Linked DNA regions of Mus musculus: region 1 is linked to region 2. The links are chromatin contacts, called in public HiChIP or PLAC-seq maps. All regions are on one chromosome and are shown on one strand. The core of a region is the stretch at or near the end of the contact, and the rest is flanking DNA. Distances in the headings are between cores, read along the strand shown.

The links. HiChIP or PLAC-seq counts read pairs in DNA pulled down with a chosen protein or histone mark.
Region 1: an H3K27ac HiChIP or PLAC-seq map of embryonic stem cells shows a contact between it and region 2, with 13 times the contacts expected there. The contact joins the promoter of Rtp2 here to the enhancer-like site in region 2. A contact is called at or near these places in 9 of 39 promoter capture datasets (the C10 cell line, the HPC-7 cell line, HPC-7-derived erythroid cells and 5 more), 2 of 484 Hi-C or Micro-C datasets (bone marrow-derived macrophages and nephron progenitors), 3 of 115 datasets of contacts at active chromatin or transcription factors (cardiomyocytes, embryonic stem cells and extraembryonic endoderm stem cells) and 3 of 9 other capture datasets (adipose tissue, embryonic stem cells and macrophages).

The regions. Positions count from the first base shown.
Region 1 is chr16:23,928,323-23,932,610 of GRCm38.p6, forward strand. Rtp2 (receptor transporter protein 2) reads right to left here and starts at 2,472. Exons shown (of 2, transcript NM_001008230.3): 1 at 2,213-2,472. The coding sequence starts at 2,376.
Region 2 is chr16:23,479,709-23,484,160 of GRCm38.p6, forward strand. Masp1 (mannan-binding lectin serine peptidase 1) reads right to left here. Exons shown (of 11, transcript NM_001359083.1): 8 at 3,687-3,765. Among named protein-coding and RNA genes, the nearest start is that of Masp1, 39 kb to the right of the region's middle. Within about 2 kb of position 2,718, at least 3 of the 459 cell types and tissues checked have an H3K27ac peak or open chromatin away from gene starts, as enhancers often do. A contact at or near this core is called in embryonic stem cells, where this site is marked.

The DNA of each region.
Region 1 (4,288 bases), core at 1,222-3,721, 450 kb after region 2:
CGGTAGCCTTGGCTGTCCTGTCACTTAGTAGACCAGGTCACTTTGTAGACCAGGCTGGCCTTGAACTCAGAGATCCACCTGCCTCTGCCTCCTGAGTGCTGGGATCAAAGGCGTGCGCCACCACGCCCGGCGCTGTTTGGTTCTTATGTCTTCGCACAGGCACTCCCTTGACCAGTCATCCCTGTGCACCAGAGCAGTGTGGTGTAAGAATGGGGAAAGCAGACTTTGTTCTCTAATATACCTACCCACAGCCCATCTGTCACATGGGCTGCTTTGTCTGATCTGGACTCCTGTAGCCTGGGTCTCAGAAAGCATGGAGAGAGGTTGCCTGGGGCTCACCCGCCAAGCCCAGCTCCTCCTGGCTTTCCATACCTTCCTTACATATCTTCTGTGATGGAACACTCCTTTAAACTCCAGGGAGGCTCCGTATGCCCCTGTAATGGCCTCTTGTGAGCCCGGTTACAAAGGCTTCAGAGGAGTTCACATGTCCACTGGGCTGAGTCTGCCCTTATTCCTGCCTCTGCCTGAGTCCATTGCACCAATGGCCGTGAACGACCTCTGATGAAGAACTCAATTCAACACAAGAAGCACCAACTGTATTTTAAACACTATTCAGCCACTGTGAAGGGGCAGTAGAACCAAGCCAGCTTCTGGACCTCTGAAAGTCACTGACAATGTGGGCAGAGAACAAAACCCGCAGCACCTAACACATGGTCAAAAGGGCAGAGGTGTCTGATAGGTCCTGGATGGGGAAGATTCCACTCATTTTCCCTATACTGAGCGAGTACTCAGGCCCAATACTTAGTACATCTGAAAGATCAATATCAAATAAGCATGTACACAGAATGACTGGGGCAGCTATGACCCAGCCCTTTCTGTGGCCGGCTGGGACCAAGCCCAAGGTGAGAAGACCTATGAGTCTTTGGAGATGTCCCTAAACTCCCCAAACCCCACACACCAGCCAGTTCCCAACTTTCTGCACTTTATCCCCCAGGAGGCTCAAATGCTTCATGCGTGCAGTCTCCCAAGTCTTTAAAATAAGCCAGTCTAGAACAACTTCCCTCCCTCAAGACAGACCCCATATCTCCAAAAGTATCAAACATTGGTGAGCATTTGGGACGTAGGGGAGGGGGGCTTGGGGGGGGGGAGGTGAGACTGAAGCATAGAAAATAGAGATCATGCAGCTACTTAGAGAGATTTCCACTGCCCAGCATTGATAACAGGAGACAACACAAACCAACCAACTATGCCCTGTCCTATGCTAACACATGCTCTATTTATTTGTTGGCAAGGCCTATGGTCAGCCTGCCTTTTTCTGCTCCCACCCACATGCTGTTGTCTACTCAAGAGGCTTCACATTCTTACAATATGGACAACCCAGCCATAATTTTTTCACACCTCCACAACACAGCCACCAGCTCGCCTGGGGGGGGGGGGGGCGCTGCACCACTGCAGGTGAGCTGGAGGCTGTCTGACCAAGAAACTGTGGCTCCCATCCCCCACCCCCATCATCTGTTTGTAAAAGGGAAACGATTTTAGAAGAGCCCCCAGGACACTCTGCATGGCAGAAGAGTGAGGAGCACTTAGGAGGATCTAGGGCAAGTGCTGCCTGAGGTCAGCAACTTGTCATCCACTGACAGTAGTGTTGGACGGGATTGGAGTAGTGTTTTAAGATGAGCTAAGATGAGCTCCCTTGCCTTGTAAATATGAAAACTGGGAACCAGAGAAAGAAGGGGACAAGGCCAAGTTCACAGAGCTATGGAACCAGGCTCTCAAATATACTATGTGATCAGTAACTTGTTCTGTCTTCATGTCTAGTTGCATTTGATTGAGCAGATGGACACCACAGCCGCCAAACACATATACCCCAACTTCTAGGTTGAGAATTCTGGAGATCCCCATTGTACCTCCTCTCCATTCTATCTATACTAGGCATCTGAATTTGCAGGGCTTTGAAGCCTTGCCAGTCTTGATTTTCTATGGAAAACTGAGACTCAAATGCAGGGCACAATTTGTTCCAAGGAACCAAGGAACCTGAACAACTGTGGTTAGAAACATAGCCTAGATGGTCCTTCTGGTGGTTCATTGCCTGCTTGTCACCTGAGCTGACCTGGTGAGACCTACCAGAGGCCCAGACTTGCAAAGTCTGTGACAGCCCCCATCCTTCTGGGGGAGGGAGGGCTTCCTGCACCTCCTCCCACCAGCCTCTCACCTGCCTGAGGCATGTTGCTCCAGGTACTGCTTCCAGCCAGGGCCCAGCTCATTGGGCTTGAGGGTGGGGTCTATGATGAGCTCCCAGCTGTCCGCTGGCTTGGCCACCTCCATCTTCTCGTAGAAGACCTTCTTCCACTCACAAGTGGTCAGGCTGGTGGACATGGTCCTGTTGGCTGGGATAGAAGGGTGAACTCAGCCCAAGGAAGAACAGAAAGCTTAGATAGATGCAGCCCAGGCAGTCTCTGTGGTCCAAAAAGCCTTACCCACAAGAGCCAGCTTCCTCTTTTGTCACCCTGGAACCTGTTACTATGACAGCCAGGCAGGTACCAGGAGCCAGGGATAGGGAGGAGGCAAGCCTCCAGGGAGAGTTCCAGGGTCCTGAGCCAGATTGCAGAGGCAAACTGAATTGTAATGCTGACTAGGTTGAGAAAGCAGAGAGAGGTGAGATCCAACCCATGGGCTGACGGAGGTTCCCCAGAGGACAAGGGCTATGTGGTGGCCCTTTTTCACCCCACTGCTCTTCCCTGCTTTCTCCAGCCATGTGCCATGGCAACCATAATACCCTAGGGACGTCAGCAGAAGCAGAATGGAGATATGGGACCTGATGCTCCCACACTCCTGATGCATTGTGGCCATTGTTTGCCATGTGCTAGCCACAAGCTACTTGATCTGTGTACTAGCCAAGACAGACCAGAAAGCAGGCTTCTGTAACCCCCAAGTGATCATCCACAATTCAGATCCAGGCCTTCCTAAATGATGTCTACCCCTTTAATTATCTCGAGCGTATTATGCTCCTAACATCGTGATGAAGGGAGACGCGACAAGTGACACGTCGCTCTCCCTTCGCTGGAGAATTCTCAATCCGGTTGGTGAGACAGAAGTAATTTAATACACTGTGAAAAGCTCAGTGATAACAGTTCACACTCCAGGGTTGCCACAGTCACTCCCTGCTCCCAGGGCTCGCGGAGGCTGCTGCTACGGGATCTAGTATCTTCCGAGCTGCAGGCTGAGCTACCTCAGCTGATGCAGAGCAGACAACAGAGAGCCGAGGCTTCCTGACGCCCAAGTTCTATTTTTTTACAGACCAGAGGCTGTGGATACCTGGTTCTGCCCCGGATATTGCGAGGTTTCTGCGATGTCTGTAGTCCATCACCTGTCACTTCTTTAACCTGAAGCTCTGGCTTCTAGGGCTGTGGAGACAGCGAAAGTAGGCAGAACTAAAAAGGGTAGCTAGGTGCCGGAAGTTATCAGTGCTGGGTTCCAGATTTGTCATGCGCCTCCATATGGTCTCTGTGTGGGATAGGGTTAGGAGGATGGCCACTGAACATCCTTCAACTCAGAGAAGTGCTCTTCCACTAGCTTTGTGTTAACCTATAGAAGTACAAGTCTGTGCTGTAAGGCCATCAAGAACTACTGATTTCCGGTTTCCTTATTGGCCTCGATTTAAATTCCCAAACCCCAGCCCTCCTTCCCTTTTTCTTTTTCTTATTTTTTATTTATTTACTTTTTTGGAAGGGTTTCACTATGTAGCCTTGGCTGGCATGGAAATCACAGAGATCAGCCTGCCTTTGCCTCCTGAGCGCTGAGATTAAAGGCTTGGAGCACCACAGCCAATTCAAATCTTTTCATAGTGAATCAGGACAACTCAGGCCTAGAAATGGAAAACTGCTCTCAAAAGAAACCCTGGACTGGGTGACTCACTGGGGACTCTCCTATCATCAGCTACAAAACAGGTGACATCCAGGGTCCATGAGTTCCCGGGAACTGAAGGAAGCCACGAGATTTTGGCCCGACCTAGAGCGAAGTGCCGTGGTCCAGCTCTGAGATGTACTATACCATTGTTCCCAGATCAAAGGCAGTGTCGGAAAGCTTAAAGGACAGTGGGAATTGCTAGGGTTCGTCTGTTTGGCTTTGTTTTGTTCTCTCTCAGATGATGCAATCCCCTTAGGCATCGGATCATACTTAAGTTAGAATGGAATCCTCTAAGCAGAAACCAGGGCGATTCATCTTTCTGTTCAACAACGCTGTTGGCACTGGAAACTCTTTCTGGGATATCACCAATGAGTGTAGCAAT
Region 2 (4,452 bases), core at 1,468-3,967:
TGCTCTAGGTCACATGATTGTACATTAAATTTGTGGTTTTTTTTAACCCAAGGACATATTTTCCTTTGAGAAGAGTACAGTTCACTGAGAGATTAAAATAATCACCCATTGTCTTTTCATTGCTTTTTGCAGTAAGTTTGAATGGTGAGTAAATCGTCAGGAGAGAGAGAGAATGTTCTCAGGTAGGCAGCTCTTTCTGATGATGAGGCTTGCTGCCTAGCTCAGCATCCATTCTAATCCACACTCAAGTGGGCAATGGAGTGTTGGTGGGTGGGGCGGGGTGGGGCGGGGTGGGGTGGCTCTGGAAGGGATTGGGTTCTCTGTAAGTAATCCATTCTCAGATGTTGCACTGTGTGGGGTTCCCGCCAGTGCCAATCATTCACTCTGCCACTGGCTCTGACTCCAGCTCCTTCTCCAATTCGATCTCGCTTTCTGTCACCATGGTGAAGGCAAAGGAGGATCAGGAGACAGAAGGAAGAGAGCAGAGAGAGAGGGAGGGAGAGAAGGAGAGAGAAAAGGAAGAGAGAAAAATTAGCAAGCAAAGCAGAAATAGTTCACGCAGGAAACACAGAAACCGTTCCACCAGAGCTGACTAAGAATGAAGTTTAGGCACAGCCATTGTGAAGGACAGTCTGGGATGGCTGAATTTGTATCCTTCTGAGAATTTACATAGTCTTACATCCTGGCTCTTGAGGAAGAGAAAATCCTGCCCCTGGCTGGGAGCTTTGCATTCATCCAGCCCAAATGCTTATTTGACAGATGGCATTCAGAGTATAGCAGGACTTGTCACCACTTTGTGGTGACAGGGCCAAGATTCCCATAATTTCCACTTCCTGTTCCTCTTTACATTTTTTATCATCTCTCTTTCTCTTTTTCTCTCTCTTCCTCCCTCCCTCCCTCCCTCCCTCCCTCCCTCCCTCCCTCCCTCCCTCCCTCTGTCTCTGTCTCTCTCTATGTCTGTCTGTCTCTGTCTCTGTCTCTCTCTTGGAGACAGGGTGTTATGTGGCCTAGGCTGTCCTTGAACTCATTATATAGCTGAAGATGACCTTACATTTCTAATCTTCTTATCCCCAGACTCTTATCTCTGAAGTGCTGCAGTTACAATAATGTGCTGCCATGTGTGGTAGCACATGCAATGCTGGGGACTGGATCCAGGGCCTTGTACATTCTAAGCAAGCATGCTACCACCCCAGCTACATCCCCAGTCTCTGTGTTGCATAGTCACACCTTGCAAGCTTTCTCTCTCTCTCTCTCTCTCTCTCTCTCTCTCTCTCTCTTTCTTTCTTTCACCCCTACTTTCACATTCCCAAGGACTCAACTTGTCAGTCTTATCTGTATAAGACCTAGCAGAGTACAAGGTACCCACAGATGCTCAGAGATGCTGGCTGTGTGTTAATAAGAGCTGAAGCCGTCCTAATATACTTTAATGCAGATGAATTGGGTCAAATTTTCAGTATAAAATGTTAACATGTTCTGTGGCTGTCTAGCACAGGGCATATAAAATAATAGTATCTAGGGGCTAGAGAGAGGGACTAAGCAGTTAAGAACACTGGCTGCTCTTTCAGAGGATCCGGGTTCAGTTCCCAGCACTCACATGGAAGCCCACAACTGTCTGTTACTCCAATTCCACATCTGACACACTCATAGCAATACACAAAGTAAAACTAAATAAGGTATTATTTTAAAAAAATACCATCTCATGTTGTAGTGACTTCCTCTTTCAAGGCGCCCATTATAATTTACCAGGAAAAAGTGTTAATAGCACCTTCTGCTTTTCAAAAACATAAGACAGAGATACCAAGCCCTGCCCAGTGATGGGGATGGGCTGAGGAGATCTAAGCACTCACTACCCGGAATGTATTCCTGCTCCTTACAGGCACACTGGGTGTAGGCATCCAGTAAGTTGTCAGCACAGTCGTGACCAGGGGGCATGAGGCCAGAAGAGTATGAACACATTGCCTACTGCTAGAATAAACACCTAAAGCCCCAGCTTCCCAACTACAGAGTCTGCTTCGGTCCTGGACACTGAAAACCTCCATTGATCGTCTGCAGAATGACCCTTGCTTGGCCCTGCACACACCTTGCTAGAGCCCAGGCACACTGCACACTGGGCCACCTTACTGCAGGAACATACGAGGTCCTCAGGCTTTGTACTGGCTAGTTTTGTGTCAACTTGACACAGCTGGAGTTATCACAGAGAAAGGAGCTTCAGTTGAGGAAATGCCTCCATGAGATACAACTGTCAGGCATTTTCTCAATTAGTGATCAAGGGGGAAAGGCCCCTTGTGGGTGGTGCCATCTCTGGGCTGTCTGTCTTGGATTCTATAAGAGAGCAGGCTGAGCAAGCCAGAGGAGGCAAGCCAGTAAAGAACATCCCTCCATGGCCTCTGCATCAGCTCCTGCTTCCTGACCTGCTTGAGTTCCAGTCCTGACTTCCTTTGGTGATGAACAGCAGTATGGAAGTGTAAGCTGAATAAACCCTTTCCTCCCCAGCTTGCTTCTTGGTCATGATGTTTGTGCAGGAATAGAATCCCTGACTAAGACAGGCTTGGACCTTGTCTTCTCCATCTGGACTCTCTCCTGAACTCTGCATTGGCATTCGGTGAGTGCTTCGCTTATTCCTGAAGCTATAAAATGGCAGTCTTTTCCCCTCACTTGACCCTGACCACAGCCCATCACCATATGAAAAGGAAAACCAGCCCATTTTGATTGTGCTCAGCTGCCTGGGGTTTGCCCCCGCCCCAGCCCTCCCACCAGGATTCCTAGTGGGAAAGGATCTGGCTGAGTGCTGGGTGGCAGTGAAAAGAAAGGGGACAGAACCCAAAGTCACAAAATGGTGGGAGGGGCACTGACTATAATATCTTAACTTAGAATTCTCTATTCTAAAGCAAGTCAAAGAGTCCCCCTCCCCCTGCAAGGACACTGTTACTATTTATAGCTGCTAAAATTATAATCCTTGAACATTTTACATTTGAAATTACTTGGGTATGAAAGTAATGGAGTAGTAGCTGGAAATCTATCTATCTATCTATCTATCTATCTATCTATCTATATTCTATAACACTCAATAGCTTATTTATGTGGATTATTTCTCTCTAGAACCATTGGCACACATTCTAGAATTAAAGCTACTCCATACTCTCTATTTTATAGTTACAGAAACGTCCATGGTCTTGTAATACGTTAGGGGCACACAAGGCAAGAACTCCAGGTCACCAGAGCTAGTGGGGTTCTGTGTGATGACCCCACAGCCCTAAGTCAGCGGCTGACCCGGAAGACTTAGCAGGTGAGCGATTGGCACACAGACACTCAAGGCCACTGGGCTCTGGGCCTGAGCGCCAAACTAGTTTCCCAAACTAGCAATTCCAGAGCTAAAGCTCATTTCAGACATTGAGATGTGCTTATATTCCTTTGCCACATTTGTACCCTGTTTGAAGGTGTGCGTGCGTGCGTCGTGCATGCGTGCGTGTGTGTGTGTGTGTGTGTGTGTGTGTGTGTGTGTGTGTGATTCCAAAATCTTATTCTTGAATTGGGCTCTTATATTCCTTGGTCTAGCTACTACATGGTTAGTGATCTCTGTCTGCCCCTCTCAGAGAGCTCTGTCAAAGCCTTTCACCCCATGCTCGGTGCTTCAAGCCCACCATGAAGGAATGCATCATTGGAATCAACCCGTTTGATTTTCTTACTTTTACAGGTGGGGATCTTGTTACTCCATGCACCGTCCTTCAGACACTCAATTTGGAATGTGTCCATCACCTCGTTATCCTGAAAGGAAGCCAGGAGGGCGTGGGAAGACGGAGGGAGTGGGTTAGCACATATTTCCTAACAAAGATAACGCAAACTTCAAACCTGGCTCTCTTCAACTAGGAATTAGCCCGATGAGTCTCAAAGGCAAACTTGCCCATAAATGCATGACATGTCATGTCGCCATTAGCCTCATTCACACGCTAGGCATGGGCAAGTGTTTCTAGAGGAAAAACTATGGTTTTGACTCTGGGTTTAGGGCAGAGGTTCTCCAATTAGAGCAAGGGGTCAGCATCACCCAGAGAAGGCTAGTGGAGACCGGCTGCTTGTCCCTGCCACGAAGATTTCAATTCAGTTCTTCTGACCTACCCAAGGATTCAGAGTTCTAATCAGCTCCCAGGTAATGCTGTTGTTGATGGTGACTGGGCCCTTCTCGAGGAAACTTCCTGCAGAGCAGTGGGCCTCTAGCTTGGCTCTACATTGGGTTCACCTGGGGAACATAACAATCCTAACCCCTGGTTCCAGCCCCTCGTGCCCGCAAGTGGGAACTTTGCTTTCTTACTCTGAAGGGTAGCTAGGTGGGCTGGCACTTTGGAGGGAGTGAGAGGAGTGCCCGTCTGCCACCTTTAAACCTGCTTCTTGTTCAGCACCATCATCCTCCAGCACCTCTGAGGAACTTTGTCAAGGTTGTAGTCCCTCATCCTTAAG